Regions from separate parts of the Mus musculus genome. Here regions 2, 3, 4, 5, 6 and 7 are each linked to region 1. Evidence: chromatin contacts called from public ChIA-PET, HiCAR-type, HiChIP or PLAC-seq and promoter capture Hi-C data. All regions are on one chromosome and are shown on one strand. Each heading gives the region's core, a stretch centred on a gene start, on an enhancer-like site or on the middle of the called end of the contact. The rest is flanking DNA. Distances are from core to core; before and after follow the strand shown. Region 1 holds the start of Ranbp3 (RAN binding protein 3). Region 2 holds the start of Tnfaip8l1 (tumor necrosis factor, alpha-induced protein 8-like 1). Region 3 holds the start of Mydgf (myeloid derived growth factor). Region 4 holds the start of Dpp9 (dipeptidylpeptidase 9). Region 5 holds the start of Fem1a (fem 1 homolog a). Region 6 holds the start of Ticam1 (toll-like receptor adaptor molecule 1). Region 7 holds the start of Uhrf1 (ubiquitin-like, containing PHD and RING finger domains, 1).

Region 1 (4,328 bases), core at 567-3,066:
CAAATCCCAGCACCCACGTGAGAAGCCAGGATGGCTAGGAGGGCCTGTGACCCTAGCCCAGTGTAGCTCCAGGTTGAGTGAGGGAGGCTGTCTGAAGTGAATAAAGCAGACACATAGAGCAGGATCCCCAACCCCCCTACTTCTTCATGTACACTTGCTGTGCACATACATCCACACTCACCACATACACCAGGGAGACAGAAGGTTGCGTTGTATGCACACATTCATGTTCCCAGGAGTTGGAAGCTGAGGCAGGGGGATTACTGAAAACTCCAGACCAGCCTGAGCTATGTAATGACACTCTCTTTCAAAACTAAAAACCAAAAACCAAAACCAAAACCATTGAACCTGGGTATGATGGTGACATATGTTAGCCTAACTTTCTGGCTGTGCCGGCAGGAGGATCAGAAGTACATGGGCACCCTCATCTACAAAGCCATTTCGAGGGCAGTCTGGGCTACATAAAATACTCAAAACTGGGGGTGGGGGGGGAGAAAGAAAGTGTGAGTGAGCTCTTTTTTTTTTTTTTTTTTTTTCGAGACAGGGTTTCTCTGTGTAGCCCTGGCTGTCCTGGAACTCACTCTGTAGACCAGGCTGGCCTCGAACTCAGAGATCTGCCTGCCTCTGCCTCCCAAGTGCTGGGATTAAAGGCATGTGCCACCACGCCCGGCAAGAGTGAGTTCTATATCTGTGGCCCCAGCACTTGGGAAGATGAGGCAGGAGAATTTTGAGTTCAAGACCAGACTGGACTACACTGTGACAGTGTCTCCCTATCTCACAGATCTATAGGAGTATACCCAGATTTAAAATACGTAGTAGCTGCTTTCAGGTGTCTTGTCAGTATGCAAAGGTGAATATAGGTTTGGTTTTCCATTCTCCCTTCCTTTCTTTCTTCCTTACTTCTTCTTCTTCTTCTTCTTCTCTCTCTCTCTCTCTCTCTCTCTCTCTCTCTCTCTCTCTCTCTCTCTCTCTCTTTCTTTCTTTTTTCCAGACAGGGTTTCTCTGTATAGCCCTGGCTGTCCTGGAACTCACTCTGTAGACCAGACTGCCCTCGAACTCAGAAATCCGCCTGCCTCTGCCTCCCGAGTGCTGGGATTAAAGGCGTACGCCACCACGCCTGGCCTGAGTTCTTAGCACCCACATAGTTGGCTTAGACCGGTCACCCACAGTCCAGTTCCAGGATAGCCTTTCCTTTTTTAGCCTTTTGTAGGCACTGCACACACATAGCACTCATACACAAATACATCTTTTCTTATTACTTATTGTTTGTTTGTTTTCAAGACATAGTCTGTGTAGCCCTGGACCAGGCTGCTCTCAAACGGAGATCCTCTTGCGTCTGCCTGAGTGCTGGGATTAAAGGCGTGCGCACCAATGCCAAGTCTAATGCCCAGAGAGGTTAAGAGTCTAGTTTTATTAGGACATCCTGTGTTTGAAATCTAGGGTGACCTCTGACTTTGCCTCTTCCTCAACCACCCCAAATAGCCATAGGAAAGCTGTGTGAAAGGGCCTGGCTTCTGATTCAGGGACATGGGCCACTCCTTCCTGTACGCGGAATCGCTAAAAAGCCTACCTAGGCTCACGCCAGAGAAACAAACAGAGAAAGTGGCGGGATGGCAGTCAGGACAGCAAGCAGCGGCACGTCTCTCCTGCGCATGCGTGGGGCTCGGCCATCCTCCTCCCCCCCCCCCACCTCCTTAACATGCTGCCAATGCTAGGAGCTCAGGACCAATAGCAAACTGGCGCTGCCTGTGCGCATGCGTGCCACGCTAGCCACACCCTCTTCCCTTTGCGGGCGGGAAGAGGCGGGCGGAGAGCCGTTACTGCGCAGGCGCGCGGCCGGAGCTCTAGCGGGTGCGAGCTTCCCTCCTCCTCACACCGGCGCTGGCTTATGGGATGCGCAGGCGCAGAACTCTCCCAGCAGAAAGCCCTCGGAGCCCGGGGGCCGGGCGCGGGGCCTTGTGGGAGGGCTTAAGGAAGTAAAATGGCGGACCTGGCGAACGAAGGTAGGGGAGGCGCCGCCGGGGGCCAGCTGGCGGCAGGCGGGCGCGGGGCGGGAAGTCAAGGGAGCCCCAGAGTCGAAGGGCGAGCGCTTCAGGTTGTGGGAGTTCGGCCTCACCCGGTCTGGGCACCCAGCGGGCCCCCCTACCGTGGAGTCTGGTCCCCGGCCGGGTTCCTCGCGGCAGCCCCGGCTTCTGCCTCCTCCCGACCTCGAGGCTCCTCGGCCGCGCCGCGACCGCCTCCCACCCCCCACCCCCACCCCACGCCTTCCGGCCTCGCAGGCCGCCCGGGGAGCCCAACGGGCCTTGAGACGCGGCTCCGCGGCCTCGAACGAGGCGGGCGAGACCTCCGAGCCTGCTCGCGGGCCCAGCCCGCCACGCTCCCTTCCCCGCTTCCCTCGCCTGGGGCCTGGGCCTCCTTCCCCGGCATAGCCTCAGGCTCAGGTCCGGCTCTCCTTCATCCCGCGAAGGTGCTCGGCCACCCCGACCTGTAGCTTACACCCCGAGGTCTGCTTAAACCCGGACCGGGCGCCCCTATTCCCGCCACAGGGCTCCAGGTCCTTTGAGGTGCACTTGATGCCCCCCATTTAGGCCTGGCCATCTGATCTTGAAACTCCTAACTGCTTCTTCACATCCCGTTTTTATTTTTGACACCGTGAAACCTCCCCTCTGGAGTCGACATCCCATTTAAGGGGTTTGAATATGGTAGGACTACCCAGTTGTTGCAGAACCTGCACGTCTCTTCCTACCAGTCTTCAGAGTCCTTTGGAGTGCAGCTTACATCCCCTGATTTAGGCTTGGCCACCTGATCTGTATTTCCTAATTCAGTGGTTCTCAATCTTCTTAATGCCGTGACCCTTAAATATAGTTCCTCATTGTGGTGACCCCAACCATAAAATTATTTTTGTTACTTCTTCATAACTAGCTTTGCTACTGTTATGAATGGTAATGTAAATGTTTCTGGATTTCCTATTTAGACATTTGCCAAAGGGGTGGCAACCCACAGGTTGAGCACTGATATACTAATTGCTTCCACACCCCCTTTTGCCCCGTGGCCCTGACTCCCTGAGCACTCTGGGATGTAACACTTTCTCAGTCAGCCTGATGCTTGACACCCAGTGGTGGCCCCTTCGGGGCTCCTCCAGGGTTCAGTTTGGGGACTTCAGGGTCTGTTTTTTTTGTTTTTTGTTTTTTAGATTTATTTATTTTTATTTATCTAAGTACACTGGAGCTGTCTTCAGACACATACCAGAAGAGTACATAGGATCCCATTACAGTAGTTGTGAGCCACCATGTGGTTGCTAGGAATTGAACTCAGGACCCCTGAAAGAGCAGTCAGTACTCTTAACTGCTTAGCCATCTCTCTAGCCCCCAGAGGTCTATTTTCAGCCCTGTCCTTTTTCCTTAACAACTACAGTCAGGCTGTTAGCAGGGACGTGGTACTTCACTATGCACTATGCAGTGACATGTAGTCTGAGGCTTCTGTAGAACACCCAGGGACATGGGGTCCTTCAGAGAGTACACTGGGAGGGACTGGGCATTGGGAGGTATTTACACTCCATCCAGGCCTTGAAGGGTAGATGCAGGTAAGTCAGTTACTAGAGGCAGGTCAGGAAGCAGAGCTGTGTGAACCTGCATAGTCTGGGTAAGCCGCCCCGCCCCCCCCCCCCCCTTACCTATTTTACACAAGCCATTGAGGATGGAGGCAGTAGAGGGAGCCAGGGAAGTAGAGATTGATGTGATGTGCTTTGTGGGTTGGTTGGTTTGTTTGTTTGTTTTTCAAGACAGGGTTTCTCTGTGTAGCCCTGGCTGTCCCAGAACTCACTTTGTAGACCAGGCTGACCTTGAACTCAGAAATCTGCCTGCCTCTGCCTCCCAAGTGCTGGGATTGAAGGCGTACACCACTACTGCGTGGCATGGGTGTGTTTTAAACACAGACTCCTTTTAAAAATTAGGGGATTTTAGTTGGTTTGACAGAGTCTCATATAGCCCAGGTTGCTCTCAGGTTCACAGCTCTAGCCTTGAAGTCCTGACCCTGCGGACTCTACCTCCCAAGTGCTGGGATGACTGGAATATACAGAACATGGGGCTCGTGCCATGGAGGTCTCCTTTATAGTGGGTAATATCCTGTGTAGAACAGAATCCCATCCCAGAAAGTCACCCAGACCTCAACCTGTTATGGTTGTCAATGGGAATTTTTCTCTTACCCCAAGACTTTGAAGTGCTTAGGAGTCCTCTTCTGTGCCTGCCTCCACTGCCTCCAAGGAGGCCTCTTTCCCTTCTGCCTCTTTTCATCCAGCACCTTAATCAGAAGCTAGAGTAGCTTCTACA
Region 2 (4,328 bases), core at 681-3,180, 510 kb before region 1:
TCTGTGGCTCTGATCAATGCAGAGAACTCCTGGGAGTGGGACTGTACGGGATGCATCTGTGTGTGGCTCACATCACCAGATATCATGGGGACCTGGTGTCTGAATGGCCTCTCTCTTCCAGGCAGAGTAATATTCCCCCCTCTCTAGGCAGCATGCCTCATCTCCTCTCTCCAGTGATGGACACGTAGCCTGCTTCCATCGTTTGGCTACGGTGAATAATTCAATTAAAATTGCCATAAACTCATGTCAGAATCTATCTTTCTACTCGAGTGTACCTAGGTGGGGAATGCCCTGGGGTCATGGAGGTTTTCCGGAAATTTCCAATTGTTTTCTATATGGTCCGGTGTGTGTCCCCTCATCCTTACAGACAATTTGTAAGTTGTTTATTATTATTATTATTTACTACTGCTTCTAAGCTGGGTAGGGGCTTAGGGCTTCCTGCATGCTAGGAAATAATTCTACCTCCGCCCATGCCCCCTTGCCCACTTGATCTAGAGGATCAAGCGCACCAGAGCACCTCTGCTAGACTCTGTGAGGACCTGGTGAGGGAGACACTGGCAGAGCCAGGGAAGACAGTCCACATCCTCACAAGAGCCCACTCAAGGCTTCACTGGGGAATTCTAGGCAGAGGCTCCACCCTGTCCACGACCCAGCCTCTCACCACGGGACTCTAGGCAAGTGGGAGGGGTAGGCTCTAGCCCTGAACCCACACAGCTGGGTTTGATCCCCACTTTATCACACCTATGATATCTGTGGGTTCCTCAGACTCTAAGTGCTCAAAAATCAGAAGCCCCCAAACCTGCTTCAGTGACACCTGCTTCCCCCCACACACCTCAAAAACACACTAATTGCCCTGGCTCATACTGGGGTATGAAAAACCTAGAGCTGTGGTCTCTGTCTTTGATACTGAGCTCTGTCTAGGGTCCTGTGTGGCTGTCACAAGGGTGAGCTCCTGGTACAGAGCAGATAGAGGCCATGTTCAGCACCCGGCAGAGCTGGGATGGCTACTGAACTTGTAAGTTCCTGGCCCAGAGCACAGACAATCTGAAATCAGGAAAGCCACTTGGGTCTGTGCTGCTCTAGGCAAGTCACTTAAGGTTTCTCTGGGTCTCAATTTCTATCTCTCAAAAGCCTGGATTTAGTTTTGTGTGTTAAGGCTCATGCAAGGAAGGTTAGAATGCAGTCAGCAAACACCTGAGGGGGCTTTCTGAAGAGGGAAGATGGCAGATGAGGCTTTTCCAAGTGTCCTTGCTGTGACAGGGCCATCCAGGCACAGGAAGTGCAGACCCGTGGTTGAGTTGGGGTGGAGTTTGGAGTAAGGTGGGGGTGTTGGGGATGGGTTGGGGGTGGTGGGAGTGTGGGAATCACTCCCAGACTGATTTTCCAGGTCTCACAGCTGCCCCCTGGGAGGTAGCTGGCCCTGTCTGGCCTCTGTCAGGGAGGTCATCACAGTGCCTCCCCCCTTACTCCAGAGACACCAACTGAAAGAGAGTCTCCGCAGTACTCAGGAACCCCAAAATTGTTGCAAGGCAAATGTTGGGGTGCATTTGTCATGGGAGTCCCAGGTGACACTCTAACTACCTAGTGGGTAAACTGAGACCCGCTCAGAGGGATGCAGGTGTCTCGCGGAGGCGCCTCTCTTCGCTTTGGCCTCTCAGATCTCTGTCGCGCGGTGCACGTATACCCCATTTTTCTCTGTCTCAGTCTCCTTCCTCTTCCTTCCAACACTTTCCCGCCACGGCATCCCTTGCGCTGGGCACCCAGCGCCGGCGCTATTCCGGAGGAATCTCCCGGCCGCAGACCACGCCCTCGCCCACGCCCGCGTCATGCCTCCCACCTCCTGGCAGAGGCTTGCTGCCATTGGCTCCTTCGTACACTGCCTGTGCGCTACCATTTGCTGAGCCAGTGAGCGTTTAGAGGGGGCGAGCCCTTTCTCGGGGGCGTGGCCTCCTAGCCAGCGGCCGGGCTCAGATCCAGCGGCCAATGCCTCTGGCCCCACAGAGGCACCTACAGAAAACTGAAGGCTTGACACATCCCGAGGAGCAGGTGAGCGATGGGGTCCTGCATTGGCTATCCTGGGTTCTTTCCGTCCCCTCCTATCCCCACACCGTCCTCTGTATATCCCGCCTCAGTTTCCTCTGTATACCTATTACTGACTGTGGGAGCATGGGTGTTGTGAGCAGGTTGCTGTGGGCTACTGTAATAGTCCTAACACATGTCCTCAAGAGGACACTTGATGGACTTGGCTCTGTACAAGTGTGCAGCCTGACTCCAGAATGGTCTAGGTATTCTCTGAGGTAGCCAGCTGGACCCCACTGTGGCTCTGGCTGGTGCAGGGTTACCCTGACTGGGACTGGCACTTCAAGCTTCCCATTGCCCGAGGGCTTGAACTCAGTTTTACCATCTGGGAACTGGGACAGTGGCTGTCACATAATTGGCAGGTGACCTGATCCAGGTCTGCAGCCTCCTGGCTCTTTCAGTGTTGGTTTGGAGGATAAACTGGGGTCCAGAATATGGGCTGCGGATGGCCAGAGAGATGGAGACACTGTCTCCAGAACCATATTCTGGTTTGTCACCTTTGTGAGCAGCGGGGCTGGAGAGGGACAGGGTGGAACACTAAACTGGAAACAGGCCTCTGGGTCACTTCCCGAGCTCCAGGCTGTGACGCCTCTGAACACCTTGCCTTGGGGTTAGGACACAGCTCAGACAAACCTGACTCACTTGAACAAGTAACTTAATTATAAGCCTCAGTTTCCCTGTCTGACTTGGGACAGTTGTTTCGTGACTCCCTGAGGCTTCTTGGGGGTGCTTAAACAGACAAAAGAGAGGCTGAGCCAGGGTGGGCTACACACCGAGGCTGTCTCTAAAACAAAAGGGACCCTAGGGTGTAGCCCAGTGCGTAGAGTGCTCACCTAGTAAGCAAGAGGCCTTGGGTTCCGGCCCAAACACAACATATACCAGGACATTTACCCATTTACCCAGTGCTTAGAATAGAGGCAGGTGGATGCCTGTAAGTTTGAGGCCAGGTCTACAAAGTGAGTTCCAGGCTAGCCATAACTATGTATAGAGATCCTGTAACAAACAACAGCCAACAGAGAAAGAGAGAGAGAGAGAGAGAGAGAGAGAGAGAGAGAGAGAGAGAGAGAGAGAGAGAACAGGAATGTAGGCTTTGAGTGCCAAACTTCCTGTTTTTCTGTCCTGGGACCTCAAAGTGGCCGCCTCTTCTCCACATGGAATGTCCTTGCACTTGAGACCTTTGTGCGTGCTGAGCCCTCTACAACCCTGGCAGATCAACACAGGCAGCGACAACTTTAAAACATAATAAGTTCATGATCTGGGCCGCACCTAGGATGTGGGTGACTGGGAGGGATGAGGGCGGGGCCATGGGGACTGTACAATGTAACAGAACAAAGAGAGTCATCACAGAACACCTGCCCTGGGCCTTCCCACACATGGTGAGCCAGACTTGGGCCAGGGCTGCTAGTTCCGTAATGGGTGAGTGGTGGATCCTGAGGGTATGAAGAGACATAGAGACTTGTCCCTCAGTTTACTCTCTCAGCCCTAGGCAAGCTAGGACTCACCTCACAAAAATCTGATTCCGTATGAGGGGACTCAGCATACAGGCCAAATAATCATGGCCACAGGAAGGCGTGCCACCCACTGACTCAGGTGCCATCCAGGGCTTAGTGGAGGCTTAAAGAGAGTGAGACTTGATCCGGGGGCCCAGTGAGCTCACTCCTCCAAGAACCCCAGTGTCTCCCCTGCATGGTTTTTCTGAGCCCCAACCCTGTGTTTCCCCATGTGGAAACCAGCGGAGGTAACCACTCCAGAGGGTGCTGTGCAGGTGGGGTCTTCTGTAGTCCTGACCAAAGAAAGAACCGTGGTAGGGTTGACCGTGTGCATAGCTCTGGAAGATTCCCAGACTAGATCATTAGGCTCCCAAATTTTAGGGTGGACCCCAGGGAAAGGTTGTAATGCAATGAGCTTCCAGGTAAGGGCTGGATTCAAGTCCCAGTTCTAGCCTGGTGTTATTCTGTGCATATCTGTCAGCTCCCAGGCCCCTGACTCAGTTTCTCCTTTTGTCATAACCATGAGAAGTTACTTAGTCATTTGATAAACTGTCCCTGAACACTGAGATAACTGAAGTGTGGTAGCTAATGTCGCCAGCACACAGCAGTGACTGAAGCTGGCCCAGTGCCCACCATCCTCCTGCCTCACAGTTGGTAATGCTGGACTCTGTCCTGAACTATAATAGTAACTGTAAGAAGAGGAAGGAACCGGGGAACTGAGTGTTCGTGGAGAGATCTGAGAGTTCCAGGGTAAAACAG
Region 3 (4,328 bases), core at 747-3,246, 490 kb before region 1:
GTGGTTATAGCACTGGCTGCTCTTGCAGAGGACCTGACTTTGATTCCCAGCAACCACATGGTGGCTCACAACTGTAACTCCAGTTCCAGGAGATCCGATGCCCACTTTGGGCCTCTGTGGTCACTGCATGCTGGTTTCTGCTCATTGAGTACTTAACTGAAGATGGTTTTGCTGTCTGTAGCCTCTCCATTTCTTTTCCTTACTTGCTATGTACATAATAAACTCATTCATTCGATGCCACGAGCAGGGCTGTTAACCCTCTCCATGCCATACGCAACGCTCTTGTTCACGGGTGTGTGATATTCCAACTGTTGAGGTGCTGTGTACCCCTGCCCATCCGTGGACACTAAGACACTTCCACTCATTGCTCCTATGGAAAGCTCTGCTCAGAACATGCATGTCCAAGGTTCTGGATACACCAGTATTTCCACTGAATGAACTAACTTGTGTGTGGGACAGGCAGCTAACCTCATAACAGTTCACCTCGATGCCCTGGGTGCTGCTGAGGTATCGGCCCTCTTGCCAGCTTACGGGCTGCCCTGAGGACTGTCCCAGGCTCTGGTGGCTCACTGATTACACATAGACTAAGAGTCAGGGATCAGCACTGTGGGCTGCTGATTCCATTAGGCGGAAGCCAAGGCAACTAGAAGTCCTTCAGGCTCAAGGGACTGGGACTTTAGAGCCTCGGGAGTCTGGCCACTTTCCCTTGACACCAGTCGTGTGACACCCTGAGGAACTTACCTCGTTGGTCCCTCCTTGGGAAGCGTAGGTGAATGTACATGTAAACTTGTTCTGTAGAAGGAGAAATAAAAGGAGGCTGAAGAGCAAAGATCTCAATACTCAGAACCAAGACCCTAGCATACTGGGCATGGTCCTGTATGCACATCATCTCTGGTATCCAGGAGGCTGACGCAGAACTGGGAACTGGGACATAAGCTAGCCTGGGTGACTTAGCAAGGTGCTGTCCCGATGTAAAACAGATCAAAAAGGACTGAGATATACATCAGCCCCTGCCCAGAAGGTCAAGGGTTGAGCCTGTCCAGAATCCAGCAGTGAGGGGTTGGGAGGGTGACTCAGGGGTGGAGTCCCACCTAGAATCCCCTAATGAGGAGCTAGGGATGTGGCTCAGGGGTGGAGCCCCTGCCTAGGGCGGGGCAGAACCCTGGCTCTGCCGATGTGAGACTCTAGGTTCCATCCCTCAGTACACCCTCCAGAGGCCACCAGATCTCTCTCCTCTCAGGAGCTCAGAACTTTGCTCAAATCACTGTGATTTCCTAGGAAGGTCAAATGGCCTTCAGCAATCATCCCTAGAACATCACCTATGAGGTCAGTACTCGGGGCTCCTGTTAGATACAAGCTTGTACTGCTTCCTGCCCACAACACAAACCTGCCAGAAAGCACAGGACTATAGTAATGGTCTCAAGAAATGGTCACTAGGGACACCGCTGTCCCAGAAGCCAAGCTGGGGCGGGCAGAGGCTAGGCTGACTGCTGGCTCGCTGAAAGGAGAGGTGATGGACTCGTGTAAGGCTTGGGGGGTGCTCCCGCTCTAGTCCGGGTTCAGTGAGTAACCCACGTGCGACCTGTATAGCCAGTCCCCTAGATCCGCTGCTCTTATCAACCAGTATTCCCTTTTCTACAATGAGATGGGCAAGGGGAAGTCGCCTTGCAGGTAGGGAGTGACTGACAGAAGACAGACGAGGCAGCCAGGTCCCTTCTTCAGGTAACCCTGCCTCTGCCACTCCACCCGGTCTCCAGGACCACCTGATCGGAAGTCCATAGGCATCGATTCCCGGGCAGGAGGCTTAGCACGTACCCCGGGTCCTACGTCCTGGGAGAACGAATGCACGACCCCTCCGGGCCTCACGTCAAATGGCACGGTGGTGGGCTCGGACACAGCGGCGGCCAATTTCAGCGCTGCGGCCGCCAGGACCACCGCAGTCCAGAAGCCTCCGCTGGGGGCTGCCATCTTGCTTCCGGGGCAATGCGCAGGCGCTCGCGAACGTGGAGTGACACGCGCGGGACACGTCAGCGCCGAACGGTGACAACGTCGCCCCGCCCGATTTGGCTGCCATGGTGGGGCGGGACTCGACTTGGCACGTGATGCACTACAGCGCCTCTGATTGACGCTCGCGGATGCCTGGAGGGCGACTTCGTCTTGGCGCTTGTTTGGGTTGGAGTTTGCAGGTAACTTTTGCCTCCCCCCCGGATATTTTTATATCTCACTTAAATGGGCTCCCGGACTCACTTCAGGACAACATGGGGGTTGACAGTGTTTAATTTTGTTAGATTATCCATTTGTTAATAAATATGGTTTATTTCACTTTTATTTGTCCTATTTTTTTGGTTTTGACGAGACAAGGTCCTGGAAATCTCTCCAGGCTAGCCGGGAACTCAGAGATCTGCCTGACTCTGCCACCTGAGTGCTGAGATTAAGGCGTAGGCCTCCACCACCACCTGTTGATTGTTTTTTGTTTTGTAACATATTTTACATATATGTGTGTGTGTGTGTGTGTGTGTGTGTGTGTGTGTGTGTGTGTGTGTGTGTGTATTAAGGTTTGTTTTTTGTGTTTTTTTTGGTGGGGGGTCTCTGTAGCCCTGGCTGTCCTGGAACTCACTCTGTAGACTAGGTTGGCCTCAAACTCAGAAATCCACCTCCCTCTGCCTCCCAAGTGCTGGGATTAAAGGTGTGCGACACCACTTCCCGGCATATTTTTCAAAAATATTTTATTGTGAGGGCTGCGGTGATGGCTCAGCAATTAAGAGCACTGGCTGTTCTATAGAGGACCAAGATTTGAAGCCCAGCACCCACATGGTGCTTTACAACTTTAACTCCATTTCCAAGAGATCCGATGTCTTCTTCTGGCCTCTGCAGGTACCAGGTATGCATGTGGTACACAGACAGACATGAAAATAATATAATAATAGCAATACTTTAAAAGTGAATTCTTCCGGTTTTGCAGCTTCCTATAGGTCACAGGTGTTGCTATGCTGTTACCGGACCTAGAGCATGCCTGGCCAGCCCTCTGCTGCTGAATAATTTTCCCATCTTTCCACTGGCCAGCGAGATGGAATAGTGAGTAAAGGGCTTGCAGCCATGACTTCAGCCCTGGTCACTAGATGGTGGTAGAACTGACTCCTAAAAGCTGTTCTCACTACATGTGAATTGGGGCAAGCAGCCTTGCACAACAGAAAATAAGTATCTTAAAATTAGACTCTACGGCTAAGTGATCCTCTATCTAGTTACAAGTACCTCATTTCCTCTCAAATGGCTGCTGATGCCACCTTAGCCTGCCCCATCCCAGTCCTCCTGTAGTCCCTGAGCGGTGCACCACAAAAGCCATCAGAGTAGTGGCGGGGTCCTCCTTTCCACCCCAGCCTATGGGCTGCTGCAGTAAAGTGTCCCACAAGTGCTGTCAAAAGTGGCAGCACCAGTGACATCTCAGCCTGCAGCCCTCACAGGAGCTGTCCACAGTGGCTCATCTCCTCCCCAGCCTACCCCACCCCCAGCAGTCCCACAGAGATGTCGCTTCAGCAAAAGCTGGCTGCAGCCAGAAAGGACTTTCCACCCTTAGCCATGGGCCTGATGCAGGGAAAGGGGGTGGGAAAAAAAAAAGCCACCAATCGCTGAGCAGGAAAACCCACTAGTCCCTTGAGATTCCCATTAAAAAAAAAAAAAAAAAAAAAAGCCCACCAATCACTGAGCCTCCCCTGAGCTCAGCACTGGAAATTCCACCAATCCTCAACCTGGACATCTCTGCCCCTCTCAGAAATCCAAGCACTGCCCCCTCGGCCCAATTCCCAGCTGTCTGCTCCTGGGAGACAAAGGGCAGCTGTCCCTGAACTCCTCAATAAATTTCTTTCATGATATTTTCTGCCTGGTGTGACTCTCTCCTCAGAAGCCAAGAAGAAAAGAGGCAATGAAAAAGCAGAGATGGGGCGAGGCCCCTGAGTGCCACAGCTCAGCGGGGGAATACCTTCTTCCCCGAAGAGCCCCATTACCTCTGCTGAGGAGGCTTCCTCTCAGAGCTATGTGGTTCCTGGGCCCGAGTGTCCCAGAATGCCCTTCCGCAGGGACACTGTCCCACTTCAGAGCTATGTTGTCCCTGGGCTTCCATCCAAGCACTCACACCGCCCGCTTGCTCTCTTGGTCACTTCCCATCCTCTTCTTTCACTGTCAGTTGATCTTTTCTAGTATTTCCTCCGTGTGGAGGTCAGAGGGCAGCTTGTAGGGCCAGTTTTCTCTAGCCCAGATGGGTTGTCAGGCTTGGCAGCAAGCGTTTTAACTTGCTGAGCCACCTCATGAGCCCCACTTCTGTTTCCTACACG
Region 4 (4,328 bases), core at 807-3,306, 450 kb before region 1:
CATCCTGGTTACTGTCCCCAGTCACCACCCAGTCGCCTTCTCAGAAGAGTCTGATGGATGTTTGATGCCACCTGAACACAAAGTGGAAGAGTGGCCAGTGTTCTCTGTCCAGTGCTGAAAAGCAGGACTTCCCATGTCAGGGAGAAGGGTCCAACCCCAGCTTAGTCATATCTGTGCTGTGTGACTCTCAAAGCTATAAACCCAGACTACAATATCTATGCCTGGGGCTAAGTGAGGATTCGGGAGTGCACACACAGATTTTCATAATGACAGCTGTCAGATGAATGAGCCATTTTAAAATCACACCCAATGGTCTCTCTGAGGCAAACACTACCATAAAGACTGATGCCCACACACTAGGTACTGTATCAGATGAGCTAGGGAGGTTGGCCAAGCCTCCCTCAAACCCAGCTTACTAGCCACTCTTCCTTTGTCCCCCTGGAGAGGGCAAAGTACTGCAGCAGGGACCAAGACCAGGGGTAACTGGCCCCAAAGCCACTGTCAACCTCTGCATTCCACAGCAAGCCCCAGCCCACCACAGAGCCTGCCTTGCTGCCCGACCCCAGCACAACTCACCTTCTAAAGGGTCCAAGGAGCTTCCATGGCAGCTGCAGGCGAGGGGCACGGACCTTAGAAGAACAAATGTGGTGTTGTTAAGGTGGGCAGATGGGAAGGGCTGGCAAGAATGAAGGGGTTGGTGAAAATGGGGTCTGGCAAGGATGAAGGGGTTGGCGGAAGATGAGGGGCTGGCAAGGATGGAGTGGTTGGTGTGAACTGGGGAACCAGTGAGGATGAAGGGGCCGGTGAAGATGGAGGGGCCGGTGATGTGTGTGGCTTCTTCTCACTCACTTTCCATGCGGGCGGGAGTCTCCGCCTGTGCCTAACCCTATCTACCTGGTTCGACTCTAACTGAGCCTCCCAGCCCCTCGGGGCTGCCAACATGCCCTGGGTTGTACTTGGAAGAGACGTGTCCCTCAGTGTGCGGTCTCCCTGGGACCCAGCAGGGAACTGGCGACTGTGGTCCACACCTCCTGGGCACCAGTCCCAACTCTTCGAAAGCAGGTTGGTGATTGCCCTGGGGGCTCCCGAGGGAGCCTGGGTAACAGGCAGCAAAAAGGCCGCTGAGGTCAAAGGCTGGGCAAAATCGTGGATGGGGAGGGGATGGATGGGCCTAAGGCCGAGATCCTAAGGGTGGGGCTCAAGATGCAGGGAATGAATGCTGGAAGCTGAGGGGGTTCAAGCTAATCCGGGGAGGAAAGGGATGAGACAGAGGATATGATTTTAGTCTGGGAGGGTATCAAGCTTGGCATGCGACAATGTGGAAACTGAGGCAGAGGATAAGGGCTGAGTGAAGGATCAGGCTTGGGGAGTGACCAGTCTTGGAAGAGTCAGGCTGGTAGGGTCATTTGGAGAGGTTCATGCTGCGGGTTTCAAGCTTTGGGGTATGAAGCTTTAGGATTTCAGGTTTGAGAGGAGGGTCAACCTGGACTATCAGGCCTTGAGGGAACAAGTTGGACGGATCAAGTTTTGGGGATCAGGCTTGAGGGATCAAGCTGGGAGGGGAATCAGGCTTGCGGGGATCCGGCTTTAGAAGATCAAGATGGAAGAGGATGAGGCTTGAGGGGATCAGGTTGGGAAGGATGAGGCCGGGAGGGAGGGTTTGGCAGAGACGAGGCTGGCGGAGGCTGGCGGAGGCTGCGCGGACGCCGGGCTGAGCCGCGCTCTGCGATGAAGCTGGCGGCTGCGTCTCCGCAGCGGTGCGGCAGCAGCTCTTGGGCGCGGCCCGGAACCGGCGAAGCGCGGCGACCAGAGCGGCGGGGACGACGAGGACAGGGCGCGCGGCGCCGAGGCGGGCGGACGGCGCCGGCCGGGGCGGGAGGCGGCGAGCCGGGGCCGGACGCTGCTCACCCGAGCGTGGCGCGGAGGACAAGCTGAGCAGGGCGTCCCCGGGGCCGGCGGCGCCTCACACGCGACGCTCCATGCCCAAGACGAGGGCCCGGAAGTGGCGGGCGCGGGGGGACAGCGAAGGCGGCGGACACCGGGGGGACCCGCCAGCTGCGCCTCCTTTGACCCGGAAGTTGAGCTGCAGAAGCAGAGGCTTTTGATTGGGTAACGTCAGGGCAGAACCAACGTCCGTGAAACTCTAGGGGACAATGCTCAGGAGCGTCTTAGGGCTGAAGGCAAGGCTGGTGGCCCCTTGCTGTCTGGGAGAGGACTGCGGGATGGACACCCCTGCTCCAGTTCTGCTGGCCAGCTCGACCCTGCAGTGACCTATTAAAAATATCTAAGAAAGCTGAGATATTGGTAGAATAGTGGTTAGGAAAGCTGCCTTCCAAAAGGTGGCCCCGGGTTCTAGTCCCAGATTGCTTACGCCGCTCATCCCAGCGCTCGGAAACTCTCCACTTAATCAGGCTAGCTTTGAACTCTAAGATCTGCCTGCTCTGTCTAGATCTCGCCCACACCATGTTTTACTTTGTTTTTTGTTTTTCGAGACGGGGTTTCTCAGTATAGCCCTGGCTGTCCTGGAACTCACTCTGTAGACCAGGCTGGCCTCGAACTCAGAAATCCGCCTGCCTCTGCCACCTGCCTCTGCATTAAAGGTGTGCGCCACCACGCCCGGCTCATGTTTTACTTCTTATCTGTGCATTGTGTCTGAGCCACGCGAGTGTGACAGAAGAGGACAATGGGTTTCTTTCCTTTTAATTTTTTTAAATTTATTATTATATCTAAGTACACCTAAGTACACTGTAGCAGTCTTCAGATTCGAGGGCGTCAGATCTCATTAAAGGTGGTTGTGAGCCACCATGTGGTTGCTGGGATTTGAACTCAGGACCTTCAGAAGAGCAGTCAGTGCTCTTAACCACTGAGCCATCTCTCCAGACCCACAATGGATTTCTTGTAACTGGAGTTAAGGCCACATGAGTGCTGGGACATGGACTCCCCTCCTCGCAGAGCCACCTCTCTCAAGCCTCTAAAGAGCTTTTGTAAATAAAGACACACTCCCCAAAAGTTATCCTAACAGGGTTCCTGCAGAAGGGCATCCATTGTTTGGTGAGTGACATTTAGTGAGCATCCTCCATTGTTGTTGAAGTGTCCCCACTTAGCTTCCTAGCTAGTTAACTTTTTGACCGGAAATCCTGAGAGCTACATTTTTAACATGATGTTGCAACCCTGTTCCCTTTCCAGGAACCCTCCCTGGAGACACCATTTGTTACACAATTACAGGACGTGGCTGAGGGCCTGGCGGCTCTCCTGGTCTTCCCCAGTTCCAGCCATCCTCTTCTCTCTCCTGACCCCTTTCTTTTCACACCCATTTTGGGGAAGAGTCTCATGTAGCTAAAATTTATCTTGAACTCCTGCCTCTTCCTCCCCAGTGCTGGGGTGACTGTACACCACCATGCCTGGTTAATGAGAAGCTGGGGATTGGGACTGAGCCTAAGCCCCAGCATCTGCTTGAACTTGAAGATGAACTTATGTGATGGGGGAGGGAGGGAGGAGGTCCTCTGGGGTCAAGGGTCAGCTCCAGCACTCAGAGGTGGAGACCTTTGACATGAACATGTACTACTAAAGACAGAAAGAGGGTGTCTTAGGGTTTCTATTCCTGCACAAACATCATGAGCAAGAAGCAAGTTGGGGAGGAAAGGGTTTATTCAGCTTACACTTTCATGCTGCTGTTCATCTCCAAGGAAGTCAGGACTGGAACTCAAGCAGGCCAGGAAGCAGGAGCTGGTGCAGAGGCCATGGAGGGATGTTCTTTACTGGCTTATTTCCACTGGCTTGCTCAGCATGCTTTCTTATAGAACTCAAGACTACCAGCCCAGAGATGGTACCACCCACAAGGGGCCTTTCCCCCTTGACCACTAATTGAGAAAATGCCTTGCAGCTGGATCTCATGGAGGCATTTCCTCAACTGAAGCTCCTTTCTCTGTGATAACTCCAGCTGTGTCAAGTTGACACCCAAAACCAGCCAGTACAATGACCCCTTGTCAACTTGATACACAAACACATCAATCACTATTAAGCCTCAAGCTTTACTTTCTTATTCATTCCCAAGATCTAAATAATTTTAAAAGTCCCACAGTCTTGAATATTAAAGTTCAATCCCTTTAAAATGTCCAATATCTTTTAAAATTCAAAGTCTCTTAACTGTGGGCTCCATAAAAATACTTTCTTCCTTCAAGAGGGGAAAATATCAGGGCACAGTCACAATCAAAAGCAAAATCAGACTCCAACCATCCAATATGTGGAATCCAACTCACTATCTTCCGGGCTCTTCCAAGAGCTTGGGTCACTTCTCCAGCCCTGCTCTTTGTAGCACACACATTGTC
Region 5 (4,328 bases), core at 1,046-3,545, 420 kb before region 1:
CACAACCATTCGTAACAAGATCTGACGCCCTCTTCTGGAGTGTCTGAAGGCAGCTACAGTGTATTACATATAATAAATAAATAAATCTTTAAAAATATTAAATATATACACATGTATATGTGTACATAAACCAATATAAATAAACAATAATAAATATATAGTTGTTTTTTTTTTGAGACAGTTTCTCTGTGTAGCCCTGGCTTTCCTGAAACTCACTCTCTAGACCAGGCTGGCCTCGAACTCAGAGATCCAACTGCCTCTGCCTCCTGGGTTTTGGGATTAAAGGCATGCACCTGTGCCACCACAGCCTGGAGATATGCACCTAGTGGGAGAGCCCTGGTGAAGCTCTAATTGTCTGAGTCTCTTGCATGGCTAGTGCGTGCCAGAGGCTCAGCTGTGGCTCTACATGAGAGTTGCTGGTCAGGGGTTCCGAGGTGGCTTATGGCTATTCACACGCAGTGGGGTGCCAGGGGCAAGCAGCCTGTGCAAGACAAGCAAATGTCAGAAGCTGAAGAGGAGCTATGCAGAGCAGAGACAGGCTGAGGTATGGATAGACACAAGGTGCAGACAGGAGCTGGAGTGGCCACCAGCACAGCCCCCCCCCCCCCCAGTCTCCTTGGAGCTGACTCACTGCAGGCCTGAGGGAGTACAGAAAGACAAATCATATTGAAAACAAAGAAAAACAACTAGTGAGGTGGTTAGGCAAGCAAAGGTGCTTGCTGCCAAATCTGATGACCTGAGTTTGAGCCCCAGGACGCACACACGGTGGAAGAGGATGACTCCCAAGGGTTGTCCTCAGATCTCTGTGCCTGTGCTGCGGTGTGTGTGTGCACACACAATAATACAAATTTAAACTACATTTATTTTTCTTATTCTCTGTGTGTGTCCATGTGCTACAGAACATGTATGGATGTCAGAGGACAGCCCTTGGGAATCAGTTTTCATCTTCCATCACGAGGGTCCCGGGAATTGACATCAACCGGAGCTACATGAAATCCTACCTCAAACTGATCTTTAAAAAGACCTTGAGGAACTGGAGCAGTGGTTCAGCTGTGACTCTCAACCATAGGGATGCGCACACCACCAGTAACTCCAGCGGCAAAGATCCCGACGCCCTCTGCTGGCCTTGGCGGATGGAGGGAAAGCATGTGGCCTTTAAATTTTTTATTTATTTAATTTTATTTTATGTGCATTAGTGTAAGATCCCTTGAACTGGAATTACAGACCAGTTGGGAGCTACCATGTGGGTGCTGGGAATTGAACCAGAGTCCTTTGGATAAGTAGTCAGTGCTCTTGACCACTGAGCCATCTCTCTAGCCCCGCATGTGGCTCCTTAAAAAAAGAAGAAAGAAAGAAAAAGAAAAGCTAACGTGAAAATCGAGACTGCCTAACATTTCTGCAAATAGCTAAAGGCGAGTTGGGGTGCGCTGCCAGCTCAAGATCTTACACTCGGCGCGCGCCCCCTGCTGGTCAGCAAGCCTTTCGTAGAAGCCCTTCGCCTTCCACCTCGCTCCGGATTGGCTGGGAGTTGCCTTTGTTGCCCGCTGGGAAATGTAGTCCGCAAAGGAGGCGGAGGCCCATTCATTTCCTGCCTGCGCGACCTCGAAAACCGGAAGTACAGCACCACGCTACCCTGGGTCGTCCGCAAGGGCCGCCGAGCCTTGCCCGATACGAAGGGAGGCTTTTTATTTACATTTCGTCTCGCGGGTGCCCCACGGCGCTGTGGGAAGCGAATTCCTTTTTCCCCCACTTCATGTTTTCCTGTGGATTCTGACATGAATGACAGAATGCACATTATCACCTGGCCAAGCTGCTCAGAGCCCCTCAAAACATGGTGTATTTCCATGATGGGAACTGTAGTCTTTCAATGGTACCTCGCCCAGTATTCTTCGAGCTAAAGCTCGGACTTCTTGCCCTGTCTAGAGTCTGTGTCAGTGACAGTAACCGGAAGTATGTCATCAAATACTCAGGGTCACATACAACTTTATAGACTTGCATGGTAGGAATTGAAAACTGAGACCCTTTTGAGAGACGTCCTTTTGGGAACTGAGTGAGAACATGCTGCCGGCAATCTCCGCCTTAGAGTCAATACCAGGAAGTATGTCACCACATTTCCCAAGGATCGCACTAACCATTGGCCTTGCTTGGCGGAAATTGCCGTCCTGTCACCGGTTCCCCCCTATCCCTTTCGGGAAATGTAGTTTTTTCGCTTTTCTGATTCCAGTATCATTCGGCGGGCGATCGCTCATAGGACTCCATTTCCCAGCATGCCTGTGCACACTCTGTCCTCGCCCCTTCGCGGCGGCCATTTTATTCCTCCCGGAGACCCGCTAAGATGACAGCCCGGGAGAAGGTGAAGGTTGTCTCTGGCGACCGGCGGCCCGGCTAGATCCAGCAGCGAGGCTTCCAGCATGGATCTGCACACAGCGGTGTACAATGCGGCGCACGACGGCAAGCTGCCGCTGCTGCAGAAGCTGCTGGCCGGCCGTGGGCGTGAGGAGCTGGAGGAGCTGCTGGGTGAGGTGGCCGGCGGTGGCACGCCACTGCTAATCGCAGCGCGCCGTGGACACCTAGACGTGGTGGAGTATCTGGTGGACCACTGCGGCGCCAGCGTGGAGGCGAGCGGCTCCGTGCACTTCGATGGCGAGACCATCGAGGGCGCGCCGCCGCTCTGGGCAGCGTCGGCCGCGGGTCACCTGGCCGTGGTGCGTAGCCTTCTGCGCCGAGGCGCCTCGGTCAACCGCACCACGCGCACCAACTCCACGCCGCTGCGCGCCGCCTGCTTCGACGGCCACCTGGACGTGGTACGCTACCTGGTGGGCGAGCACAAGGCGGACCTGGAGGTGGCCAATCGCCACGGCCACACGTGCCTTATGATCTCCTGCTACAAGGGCCACCGCGAGATCGCGCGCTACCTGCTGGAGCGCGGCGCACAGGTGAACCGGCGCAGCGCCAAGGGCAACACCGCCCTGCACGACTGTGCAGAATCTGGCAGCCTGGAGATCCTACAGCTGCTGCTGGGCTGCCACGCGCGCATGGAGCGCGACGGCTATGGCATGACCCCGCTGCTGGCCGCCAGCGTCACCGGGCACACCAACATCGTGGAGTACCTCATCCAGGAACAGCCGGGCCACGAGCAGCTCTCAGGGACAGAGCTTCCCGGGGAAGGCTCCTCCCAGGTGGCAGGAAACCACTGCTCCACCCCAGAAGAAGCAGAACCGTATGAGAGCTGCTGCCCTACCAGCCGGGAAGCAGCTGTGGAAGCTTTGGAGCTGCTGGGTGCCACCTACGTGGATAAGAAAAGGGATCTGCTTGGAGCCCTGAAGCACTGGAGAAGGGCGATGGAACTCCGTCACCAGGGTGGAGGCTACCTCCCTAAGCCGGAGCCCCAGCAACTGGTTCTGGCCTATGACTATTCCAGGGAGGTGACTACACCCCAAGAGTTGGAAGCCCTCATTACAGATCCTGATGAAATGCGGATGCAGGCGCTGCTGATACGGGAGAGAATCTTGGGCCCCTCACATCCTGACACTTCATACTACATACGGTACCGGGGTGCTGTCTATGCGGACTCCGGGAATTTCGAGCGCTGTATCCGTCTGTGGAAGTATGCCTTGGACATGCAACAAAACAACTTGGAGCCCCTGAGCCCCATGACCGCCAGCAGCTTCCTGTCGTTTGCAGAGCTCTTCTCCTACGTGCTGCAGGACCGCTCGGCCAAGGGCAACCTGGGCATGCAGCTTGGCTTTGCCGACCTCATGGGTGTGCTCAGCAAAGGGGTTCGGGAAGTGGAGCGGGCTCTGCAGTTGCCCAAGGAACCGGGTGACTCCGCACAGTTCACCAAAGCCATTGCCATCATCCTCCACCTTCTGTACCTATTGGAGAAGGTGGAGTGCACCCCCAGCCAGGAACACCTCAAGCACCAGACAGTCTACCGCCTGCTCAAGTGTGCCCCTCGCGGTAAAAACGGCTTCACCCCACTACACATGGCGGTGGACAAGGAGACCACCAACGTGGGCCGGTATCGTGTGGGCGTCTTCCCATCGCTGCAGGTGGTCAAGGTGCTGTTGGACTGCGGAGCAGACCCTGACAGCAGGGATTTCGACAACAACACCCCACTGCACATCGCTGCCCAGAATAATTGCCCGGCCATCATGGATGCTCTCATCGAAGCTGGGGCCCACATGGACGCCACCAATGCCTTCAAAAAGACTGCCTACGAGCTGCTGGACTCGAAGCTGTTGGCTAAGAGCACCGTGCAGCCTTTCAATTATGTGACACTGCAGTGCCTAGCTGCCCGTGCCCTGGACAGGAACAAGGTCCCTTAT
Region 6 (4,328 bases), core at 1,196-3,695, 400 kb before region 1:
GCCTGGTAGTGCACGCCATTAATCCCAGCACTTAGCAGTGGAGGAGGCAGGAGGATCTCAGAGTTGAGGCCTCCCTGGTCTACAGAGTGAGTTCCCAGGGCTACATAGTGAGAACAATAGGAACAGGACAGTGCCTGGTACACAGCCAGTGCCTAATAAGTGCACACTGAGGTGTGGAGCTGCAGTTGACTTGACAGAGCGCTTGTCTGTCATACATGAGGCCCTGCATTCAGCTCCCAGCCAGGAAAGAGGATAGCAGCAGAGAGAGGAGAGAAAGAGAGCAGACAGGAGAGAGAAATGTTTATTGACACACTGAGCAGTGAATAGACAAAACAGAGCAGGACACACAGTACTTGTGTTTTATTTGCTTTTTTTGTCGCTAAGACAGGATTGGGCCTTGCACTATGTAGCCCAGCATAACCTTACACTTCTGATCCTCCTGCCTCCACCATGTATGGGCAGCAGCTTCCTCTTGTCCAAGCTATATCTGAAAAGCTGAGACAGAGGATTTCTTTCTTTCTTCTTTCTTTTTTTTTTTTTTTTAAAGATTTATTTATTTATTATATGTAAGTACACTGTAGCTATCTTCAGATACTCCAGAAGAGGGAGTCAGATCTCGTTACGGATGGTTGTGAGCCACCATGTGGTTGCTGGGATTTGAACTCCGGACCTTTGGAAGAGCAGTCAGGTGCTCTTACCCACTGAGCCATCTCACCAGCCCTCTTTCTTCTTTCTTGTTTTGTTTTTGGGTTTTTTTTTTTGGGGGGGGGTTGGTTTTTCAAGACAGGGTTTCTCTGTGTAGCCCAGGCTGTCCTGCACCTCGCTCTGTAGACCAGGCTGGCCTCAAACTCCAGGCTGGTGAGATGGCTCAGCGGATAAGAGCACCAACTGCTCTTCCGAAGGTCGTGAGTTCAAATCCCAGCAACCATATGGTGACTCACAACCATCTGTAACAAGATTTGACTCCCTTTTCTGGAATGTCTGAAGACAGCTATAGTGTACTTATATATAATAAATAAATCTTTAAAAAAAACAAACTCAGAGATCCACCCTCTTCTGCCTCCTGAGTGCTGGGATCAAAGGTATGTACAACCACTGCCCAACAACAGGAGGATTCTTGAACCCAAGAGATCAGGGTCCACTTAGGTAAGTTCCAGGTCAGCCTGGTCAGCATAGTGATACACCCTGTCTTAAGATACAAATAACACAGCTGGGCGTGGTGGCGCACGCCTTTAATCCCAGTACTCAGGAGGCAGAGGCAGGTAGATTTCTGAGTTCAAGGCTAGCCTGGTCTACAAAGTGAGTTCCAGGACAGCCAGGGCTACACAGAGAAACCCTGCCTCAAAAACCAAAAAAAAAAAAAAAAAAAAAAAAAGATACAAATAACACAAATGACACAAAAATAAAGGTAGTTATTTTTAAGAGAGAGGGAAGAGGAAAGGGGAGAGTAAGGAGAGAGAGAGAAAGAAGGAGGGAAGGAGAAGGGGAGGGGGAGGGGAGAGTTAGGAAGAGGGAGGAGATGTGCTCAGTGGGTAAAGCACTCATCCAGCATGCCAGTCTGGCAATGGTGGCTCAGGCCTTTAATCCTAGCACTTGGGAGGCAGAGGCAGGTGGATTTCGAGTTCAAGGCCAGCCTGGTCTACAGAGTGAGTTCCAGGACAGCCAGGGCTACACAGAGAAACCCTGTCTCAAAAAAAAAAAAAAAAAAAAAAGCATCCAGCATGCCTAAGAGACTGTGTGATATCCCCAGAACAGCAGAAACCAGGATGGGTGGATGGTGAGTGGATGGGGTAAATAGGCCTCTTTCTTTCTTCCCTGGCCTTCTCTCCCTGGCAGAACTTAGTCTCTGGCACAGGGGGGCCCTCCTCCAGGCTCTGCTGACTGTCAGCTCTGGAACTCAGGGACTTTGTACTGCCAGGGTGACCTTGCATGTATCCAGGGGCCGGAAATAGTTGACTGTAGAAGGTGCAGCAAGCCAGTCCCCACAGGTAGTAGTAGATGGTGTCTGTGTTAGTCTGGGGCAGGAATTTTGACAGGGAACATTGAGGTAGAGAAAGCAGATCTGATCAGGAAATAGCGACAACGGGAGGGATTGAGGGTGGAGAGGGTTGAGGATTCGCTGTTGGGGCTGGAGAAGACCTGGGACTTAGAAGATCTAGCCATGGAGGTTGGGGGGGGGGGGGGGTAACTAGGAACTGAGCGAGCACCCAGGGTCACAGGGCTGGTTTGGGAGTTAGGAGTTGGATTGCGGATCTGAGTATCCATGGGAAAGAACTTGAGGAACCTGGCAGCCTGCAGGTGGCCGGCCCAGCATCTATTCCCGACCCTATGCCCGCCGGCCCGCCGTCCTGTTCCCTCTGCCTTCATCCTACCTGGCTGTAGGGGTCTTGAGCTGGTAGATCTCCCGGTCCCTGGTGGCTGCTGGAGGAGGAGGAGAGAGAAGGGAGGAGGGAGCGTTCGGTTCCGCCCCTTCCTCCCTTCCGGGTCTGGGGGGGGGGGTAGGGGGGGGATGAAGTCAGCGTGTAATCTTATCTAGCTGAGCCAAGCCCTGCCCTCCCGCCCAGTGTCCTGGCGCCACGTGGAACTAGGCAGGACTTGTACTTTGTGAGGCCAGAGCTGGGGAAAGGAAGAAGGAACCCTCCGCCCACAGAGAACTTTAAGCTGTTAGCCAAAGAGCTCAGCTAGTGACATACTCTGGGGATTCGCAAAGCACCATGTGGCTAAGTGCACTGGGAACCTGATGACTCACACTTGTCAGTCCAGCATCACACAGAAAACTAAAGCAGAGAGATTGCCCAGAGTTCCAAGGAAGCCTGACCCACAGAGTGAGACCTCCATCTCAAAAATAAGTTCATACAAGATAAGTAAACAGAAGTGCTGGAGGCCACAAGGTTTTATACAACTGTTAGGTTGTAAATATTTTTAATTCTTTACTTGATTTTACTTGGTGTTGTGTGTATGTATGTGCATGCAGGCATGTATGAATGTAGGTCAAAGAACCGCAAGTACCATTACTTGCTGAGCCGTCACAGAGACACAACACAAAGATTTGTCGGAGATTTCTGGGTATTTACTTTTGAGAAACGGTCTGTGTATGCATACTGGGACTTGGGGCTATCCTCCTAGCTCAGCTAGATGGTGAGATTACAGGCATACTTTAAAGCTTTATTTATTTATTTTACGTATGAGTACACTCTGGCTCTCTTCAGATACACCAGAAGAGGGCATCAGATCTCATTACAGTCGGTTGTGAGCCACATCTGATGGATGTGGTTGCTAGGGGTTGAACTCGGGGACCTCTGGAAGAGTAGCCAGTGCTCTTAGCCACTGAGCCATCTCTCCAGCCCTATGGCATGTTTTAAAACTGATAAAACTAAATTGTGAAAACAGAAAAGCAGCAGTTCCCAGAGGACTATGACTGGAAGATGAGGTGCACAAAGGAGAACCACCCCACCCTCTTGCTGGGGAGTCTAGGCAGGAGTATCTGCCTCATGCCACTGAACTCAATCTCTCCCAGACTCTGGACACTCATCTCCCCAAAGCAGGTAGCAGACGGACTTCTCCACATTTTCATGCTTACATATGCACACGTATTTGTGTAAGTTGGAGGTTGACATCAAGTGTTTGCTCTTGGTCACATCTTTAGGAGACAGTTTCCTGAGTCCAGCCATCTCAGAAACAAGTTCTATCTTGCTGGCAGGGTCAAGACTGAGTTCATGTTCCCAGGCCCCAGAATACAACTCCTATCCTGCTTCTTAGATCTTTCATGTTTGTCTGTTAGCCAGTGAAGGCTGTAAGGAAGGAAGATGCTGTTCTCCAGTTATCCAAACTAAAGCACACAAGTCGTTAGTGTGTCCCTGCCTTGATTTAACTGACTACTGCGGCTCACCCACTCCTTTGGTCCTTCACCACACTAGATTCCAGGTCAGAGTCCAGGAGGGGACTAGGCTGTAAAAGCTGACTCAAGGACCCTGAAACCAGGTGACCCAGATAAGACCTAGTCACCAGTGTTAAGTCCTTGTTTAACCCTTTGTGTCAAGATATGATTGGTCAGTACCCAGGTCCCCTTCGCTTTGTGTTCCCATCCTATAAAAAGCGTCGTGCAGTCTCTCATCAGGGTTCAGATCCCCAACTGGCCACCTCCCTGCCAGTGCAGAAAATAAAGCTTTTATTTTTTAAGCTTCTGTCTCTGAAGTAAGTTTTCTCAGTTTCTACCGCAAACCAAACAACTCCAAGCACTTTACCACAGCAGGCAGCTCTCCTGCCCCGAGTTTTGCTGTTTTGAAACATAGTCTCAAAGTAGCCCAGGTTAGTTTCAAACTTACTAG
Region 7 (4,328 bases), core at 651-3,150, 370 kb before region 1:
TCCTGGAACTCATTCTGTAGACCAGGCTGGCCTCAAACTCAGAAATCTGCCTGCCTCTGCCTCCCAAGTGCTGGGATTAAAGGTGTGCGCCACCAATGCCAGGCTCACCCTGACTTTTTTTTTTTTTTTTTTTTTAAGATTTATTTATTTATTATATGTAAGTACACTATGTAGTTGTCTTCAGACACTCCAGAAGAGGGAGTCAGATCTCGTGATCGGATGGTTGTGAGCCACCATGTGGTTGCTGGGATTTGAACTCCTGACCTTCGGAAGAGCAGTCGGGTGCTCTTACCCACTGAGCCATCTCACCAGCCCCACTGACTTTTTTTTTTAATATTTATTTTATGTTTATATGAGTATACTGTTGCTGTCTTCAGATACACCAGAAGAGGGCATTAGACCCAATTACAGATGGTTGTGAGCCACCATGTGGTTGCTGGGAATTGAACTCATGACCTTTGGAAGAGGAGCCAGTGCTCTTAACTGCTGAGCCATCTCTCCAGCCCCTCGCCTTGACCTTTAATGTTAATTATCTTTGTTACATGCATTTTTTTGAGATGGTCTTTGTAGCCCATGCTAGGGATGGATTTCGACCCCTGATCCTCCTGGCTTTACTTTCCAAGTGCCTGAGTGCCAGGAGGGTGTCAGGAGGCTAATGACCATCTGGGAAATCTTTCCTTACCATTAGAAATCCCTGTTTTCCCAGCTCTTGGAGGTGAGAGGTGAGGGCCTGGAGACCTTTGGGGCTCACGGAAAGATACTTGAAACATCTTTGGAGGGACAACTTCTACCGAGCCCCACAAATGGTCTGGGGTTAGTGCAATACCTGTTAGCCCAGAACTAGCAAGATGGAGGCAAGAGGCTCTGGAGTTCTAAGTCATCTTCAGCTACAGAGCAAGTTGAAGGCTAGCCTGGGCTATGTGAGACTCTTTTAAAAAACAAACACAGTTAAACAAAAATTGGAAGTCTTTCTGCTAAGGACCTTTAAAACCAACGTCCTTCACTCGGCCTCTGATGCCTTACTTGTTCCAGTCCAGGTGCCTCCTCCTGCCTTCCCCTCTAAGCCTTCTTTATACCTCATGTGTCCTTGGCTTCCTCAGCCGGAAGTGCCTCTGTCCCAGCCCCCACGTGGCCACTGGTCACTTCTGACCTCATGACTTGTGGATGTACCTGGAATTGTCCTCTATGTTCATTATTTTCTTCTCCACTGTTTTCTAGGTCAGGATTTGCTTTCCCAGAGATGGCAAATGCTGGAGGGGAGGGTGTGCCTCACAAGCAGTTGGGCCCCCTAACTCTGGTTTCTCTATCCACTAGTTATTGCACAGATGCCCAGCGCGCGCCAAGTGTCCGCCAAGAATGGTTAGAACAGAGCAGGCCGCCGGGGTGGAGGGGGCAGGGAGGCCCTGCACGCCTGGACAGCTTGCTGACCGGCAGGGTGGGGGTGGGGAAACCAGGCAGGAAAAGAAGCCCTGCGGATGGGTAGCATGAGAGACCATCTGTAGTGTTCTGTTACTCAATGAGCTCAGACCTGACATGGGGTGCAGGGTATCTGGTGGGGAGGCACCCCTCAAGTTCCCCTAGGGGATATGAATATAGATTCAGGGTTGCTTAGATTAAGAGGTCAAAGTTTGTCCAGCTCAGAAGGAATAGACATGTAGTGTGGTCAGAAGTCTCGGGGTGGTGGTGGTGTCCCTTTCTCCTCTCCCAGGAATGCTATGAGGTTTACATGGTGGGGGAACTGGGCCTTCTTGGTAAAGTGAGCATAGCCGGCAGGGAAAGTCCATGGCCCGTTGGGCGGAGCCGGGGGTGGGGTAGATCCTTAGTCATGCGGACGCCCCACTTGCTTTCTCGCTTCCCGCCACAGCGCCAGCCAATCAGGAATCAAGAGCCCTCCCCACCCAATTGGGGTGGAAGTCTCCCGCAGCAGCCTGTGCACACTAATAAAAACGCCCTGAGTTTTCGCGGGAAAAAAAGTCCTAGCAGCTGGAAGGAACCCGCGCTCTAGTGCTCACTTGGGTCTTCAGCCACTCACGCGGCTCCCTTCTGGGTCACCCAGCCGCAGAGCCCTAGCCTAGAACCAGGCGTTCCAAGGGAGAGGAGAGTGCGGATCGCCGCCGTGAGAGAGGTGAGTGGAAGAGCGCGTTCTATGCACACAGTGGCACGCGGGGCACCACGCAAAACTGAAAGGAACCCTTCTCACACAAGGCTGCGGGGGCTTGCTTCAGGGGATCCGATGGGTGTCTTCTACGCTTAGCCCTCTTACTGGTCAGGCGCACTACGTTGACGGCCCGGGTCGTGGGGGGGAGCTTTGCAAAACTTTCCCGCGCGTGGGGTGAGATCTGCAGAGGGCCATTGCCCACGCGTGGGTTCCACACCTCTTGTAAGAGGAATCCGAGTTGTGTCCTCCACGCTGAGCCTCCCTCTCCGGCCCTGTGCACACGGTTAGACCCGAAAACTTGGCATAAGTTTCCCGCGCGTGGCTCGGGGCATTGCACAGCCACTGCGCATGCGTGCTTCTGCATCCGTTGAGGGGCAACTTGAGAGGAATCCTCCACGCTGCACCTGGTTTTTCACTCTCCTGGGTGCCGCTAAAGTTCGCGGGAAACGCGTGGGGTCCGGCGGGGAAGTGCACGCGGCTCCACGCCTAAGAGCGGACACTCCCCGAGATTCAATTGTCGCGCCCGAGTCGGGTTTCGCGCGCCCAGGCGTCTCCGAGGTCATCTAGGCCAATCGCATGCGAGGAGGGCGGGGCACGTAGCCCGGGAGGAGCCAATCAGCAGCGAGCTCTCCGGGAAGGGCGGAACTTAAACGGCGGGGCTCCAGGGGTCTGGCCTGGGCGGCGGCGGCGGATGTGGGCGTGGGCTCTGTGCCTCCCGGGTCTTTAAAGCGCCTTTCCGGGAGGCCAGGGTCTGTGTCCCGAGGGGAAGTTAGGGCAGCCAGCTGTGGGTGGGGTTCAGGTGAGTTTGTGGCCACAAGCGCGCGCTAACGGGTGGCCCGGCCCGGACTGCCGGTTGCCATGGCCACGGCGGGGGGGTGTCTTGCTCTAAGTACGCGCGCGGGAGGCACGGGTCTGGAACTTTGGGGGAGTCCTGAGTGGTGTGTGTGTGTGTGTGTGTGTGTGTGCGTGCGCGGGGGCCCCTGCCTTCTGTGACCGAGTTCTCCCTCCTGGGACTTGAGAGGTTCCAGTCCGCTTCGGAGTTGGCGAGTTCCAGTTACTGGGACTTAAGACTACGTGGAATGAATGAATGAATGAATGAATGAATGAATGAATGAGTAGCTGCTGGCACTTTTCAGCCCGACCAGGGTCTTTATCCCGCCATGGACATTTTTTCCCTCTTCCCTCATTGGAAGCGTGGTGGATGGATGTTCTTGGATCACCCAGAGTGTTTTGGCAATTCACATTCAAGTGTCCCCACTCGCCGGTTATTAAAACTTTTAAGTGCCTAATTTATGCCACCTGGTCCTCCCAGGGTGGGGTCTTGCCCTATGTAGGAGGCCAGGACTACAGGAGATTGATCGTGGGAGTTGCTTCCTTTGCTCAATCCGATGTAACGGGGCGAGGGTACTCTACTTCCCCTCCTCCTTCCTGGCAGGCCCCACTGACTGGAGGGGGGGGTCTCCCTCTGTCTCCCTCTCTCTCTCTCTCCAGTACATCGGCATCATGTGGATCCAGGTTCGAACTATGGATGGGAAGGAGACCCACACCGTGAACTCTCTGTCCAGGTTGACCAAGGTGCAGGAGCTGAGGAAAAAGATTGAGGAAGTGTTTCACGTGGAACCCCAACTACAGAGACTCTTTTATAGGGGCAAACAGGTAAGGGGGCCACTGGCGCCTTTCCATTCATCCACCCTCTGAGCTTTGTTCCAAGCACCCTGCTTCTCAAAGCCACCAAGCAATAGGCCCGCGCCCCCCCTCAAGTCGCCAGTCAGTTCCCGCCCCCCTCCTGGAAGGAGATGCCTCAGCTGCTGGGGAGGAGGAGGGGGCGAACAAAGGCAGGCCTCCTCAGCAGCTGGCCAGCTGGCCTCGTGCTTTGAAGCCTGGTACTCTTTATTATCTTTTAAACTCTCTCCTAAACGTTATCTTTCTTGAGATAGTTTGAAGTGGCCATAGAGGGCCCCAAGGTAGTTTCTGCTTGGAATGTGTTTAACAGTCTTCACGTGTCGGCAGTAAGAGGGGACCAGGTTTTACTTTTGAGATCCACCCTGATTGCCTGCAGCTTGTTTCCATAAGACAGCAACACACACACCCCTCCCCCGAGGATCCATTTGATTAGTCTAGGCTTGTGGGGAAAATGGGGCCAGTGGCCCTTCTTGGTGCCTAAACCCGT

What was found. ChIA-PET counts read pairs in DNA pulled down with a chosen protein or histone mark. HiCAR-type assays count read pairs that join an accessible place to other places. HiChIP or PLAC-seq counts read pairs in DNA pulled down with a chosen protein or histone mark. Capture Hi-C pulls out chosen DNA fragments and counts their contacts.
Region 2: an H3K27ac HiChIP or PLAC-seq map of T-cell acute lymphoblastic leukemia shows a contact between it and region 1, with 2.6 times the contacts expected there. The contact joins the promoter of Tnfaip8l1 here to the promoter of Ranbp3 in region 1. A contact is called at or near these places in 17 of 39 promoter capture datasets (the 3T3-L1 cell line, the C10 cell line, the HPC-7 cell line and 10 more), 1 of 15 datasets of contacts at CTCF or cohesin (large pre-B cells), 8 of 115 datasets of contacts at active chromatin or transcription factors (T-cell acute lymphoblastic leukemia, embryonic hindbrain, embryonic stem cells and 5 more) and 1 of 9 other capture datasets (embryonic stem cells).
Region 3: a contact with region 1 is called in an RNA polymerase II ChIA-PET map of memory CD8 T cells, with 42 read pairs. The contact joins the promoter of Mydgf here to the promoter of Ranbp3 in region 1. A contact is called at or near these places in 7 of 39 promoter capture datasets (cranial neural crest, embryonic stem cells, frontonasal cranial neural crest and 4 more), 8 of 484 Hi-C or Micro-C datasets (B cells, CD4 T cells, embryonic stem cells and 3 more), 13 of 115 datasets of contacts at active chromatin or transcription factors (astrocytes, double positive thymocytes, embryonic stem cells and 9 more) and 2 of 9 other capture datasets (embryonic stem cells and liver).
Region 4: a contact with region 1 is called in a HiCAR-type map of astrocytes, with 3 times the contacts expected there. The contact joins the promoter of Dpp9 here to the promoter of Ranbp3 in region 1. A contact is called at or near these places in 11 of 39 promoter capture datasets (the 3T3-L1 cell line, 3T3-L1-derived adipocytes, the HPC-7 cell line and 8 more), 2 of 484 Hi-C or Micro-C datasets (both in embryonic stem cells), 7 of 115 datasets of contacts at active chromatin or transcription factors (astrocytes, craniofacial prominence, embryonic stem cells and 4 more) and 2 of 9 other capture datasets (adipose tissue and liver).
Region 5: a contact with region 1 is called in an RNA polymerase II ChIA-PET map of memory CD8 T cells, with 327 read pairs. The contact joins the promoter of Fem1a here to the promoter of Ranbp3 in region 1. A contact is called at or near these places in 13 of 39 promoter capture datasets (the 3T3-L1 cell line, the C10 cell line, the SN4741 cell line and 9 more), 2 of 15 datasets of contacts at CTCF or cohesin (the NIH/3T3 cell line and large pre-B cells), 5 of 484 Hi-C or Micro-C datasets (CD4 T cells, CD8 T cells, the G1E-ER4 cell line and 2 more), 18 of 115 datasets of contacts at active chromatin or transcription factors (the SCID.adh cell line, astrocytes, cardiomyocytes and 13 more) and 3 of 9 other capture datasets (adipose tissue, liver and macrophages).
Region 6: a promoter capture Hi-C map of liver shows a contact between it and region 1. The contact joins the promoter of Ticam1 here to the promoter of Ranbp3 in region 1. A contact is called at or near these places in 20 of 39 promoter capture datasets (the 3T3-L1 cell line, 3T3-L1-derived adipocytes, the C10 cell line and 12 more), 1 of 15 datasets of contacts at CTCF or cohesin (the NIH/3T3 cell line), 5 of 484 Hi-C or Micro-C datasets (the C2C12 cell line, CD8 T cells, cerebellum and 1 more), 21 of 115 datasets of contacts at active chromatin or transcription factors (the 230-238 cell line, the SCID.adh cell line, T-cell acute lymphoblastic leukemia and 17 more) and 4 of 9 other capture datasets (adipose tissue, embryonic stem cells, liver and 1 more).
Region 7: an H3K4me3 HiChIP or PLAC-seq map of embryonic stem cells shows a contact between it and region 1, with 17 read pairs. The contact joins the promoter of Uhrf1 here to the promoter of Ranbp3 in region 1. A contact is called at or near these places in 17 of 39 promoter capture datasets (the 3T3-L1 cell line, the C10 cell line, the HPC-7 cell line and 11 more), 1 of 15 datasets of contacts at CTCF or cohesin (the NIH/3T3 cell line), 9 of 484 Hi-C or Micro-C datasets (the C2C12 cell line, the HL-1 cell line, Sertoli cells and 6 more), 26 of 115 datasets of contacts at active chromatin or transcription factors (the 230-238 cell line, the HPC-7 cell line, acute myeloid leukemia and 15 more) and 5 of 9 other capture datasets (adipose tissue, embryonic stem cells, liver and 2 more).

The regions. Positions count from the first base shown.
Region 1 is chr17:56,671,409-56,675,736 of GRCm38.p6, forward strand. Ranbp3 (RAN binding protein 3) reads left to right here and starts at 1,817. Exons shown (of 17, transcript NM_001252466.1): 1 at 1,817-2,003. The coding sequence starts at 1,982.
Region 2 is chr17:56,160,561-56,164,888 of GRCm38.p6, forward strand. It overlaps Tnfaip8l1 (tumor necrosis factor, alpha-induced protein 8-like 1), which reads left to right and starts at 1,931. Exons shown (of 2, transcript NM_025566.3): 1 at 1,931-2,046.
Region 3 is chr17:56,181,924-56,186,251 of GRCm38.p6, forward strand. Mydgf (myeloid derived growth factor) reads right to left here and starts at 1,997. Exons shown (of 6, transcript NM_080837.2): 1 at 1,816-1,997; 2 at 742-792. The coding sequence starts at 1,968. It also overlaps a transcript of Tnfaip8l1 not described here.
Region 4 is chr17:56,216,833-56,221,160 of GRCm38.p6, forward strand. It overlaps Dpp9 (dipeptidylpeptidase 9), which reads right to left and starts at 2,057. Exons shown (of 21, transcript NM_172624.3): 1 at 1,909-2,057; 2 at 577-629.
Region 5 is chr17:56,254,498-56,258,825 of GRCm38.p6, forward strand. It overlaps Fem1a (fem 1 homolog a), which reads left to right and starts at 2,296. Exons shown (of 1, transcript NM_010192.4): 1 at 2,296-4,328. The coding sequence starts at 2,412.
Region 6 is chr17:56,274,322-56,278,649 of GRCm38.p6, forward strand. It overlaps Ticam1 (toll-like receptor adaptor molecule 1), which reads right to left and starts at 2,446. Exons shown (of 2, transcript NM_174989.5): 1 at 2,373-2,446.
Region 7 is chr17:56,301,437-56,305,764 of GRCm38.p6, forward strand. Uhrf1 (ubiquitin-like, containing PHD and RING finger domains, 1) reads left to right here and starts at 1,901. Exons shown (of 17, transcript NM_010931.3): 1 at 1,901-2,125; 2 at 3,650-3,814. The coding sequence starts at 3,662.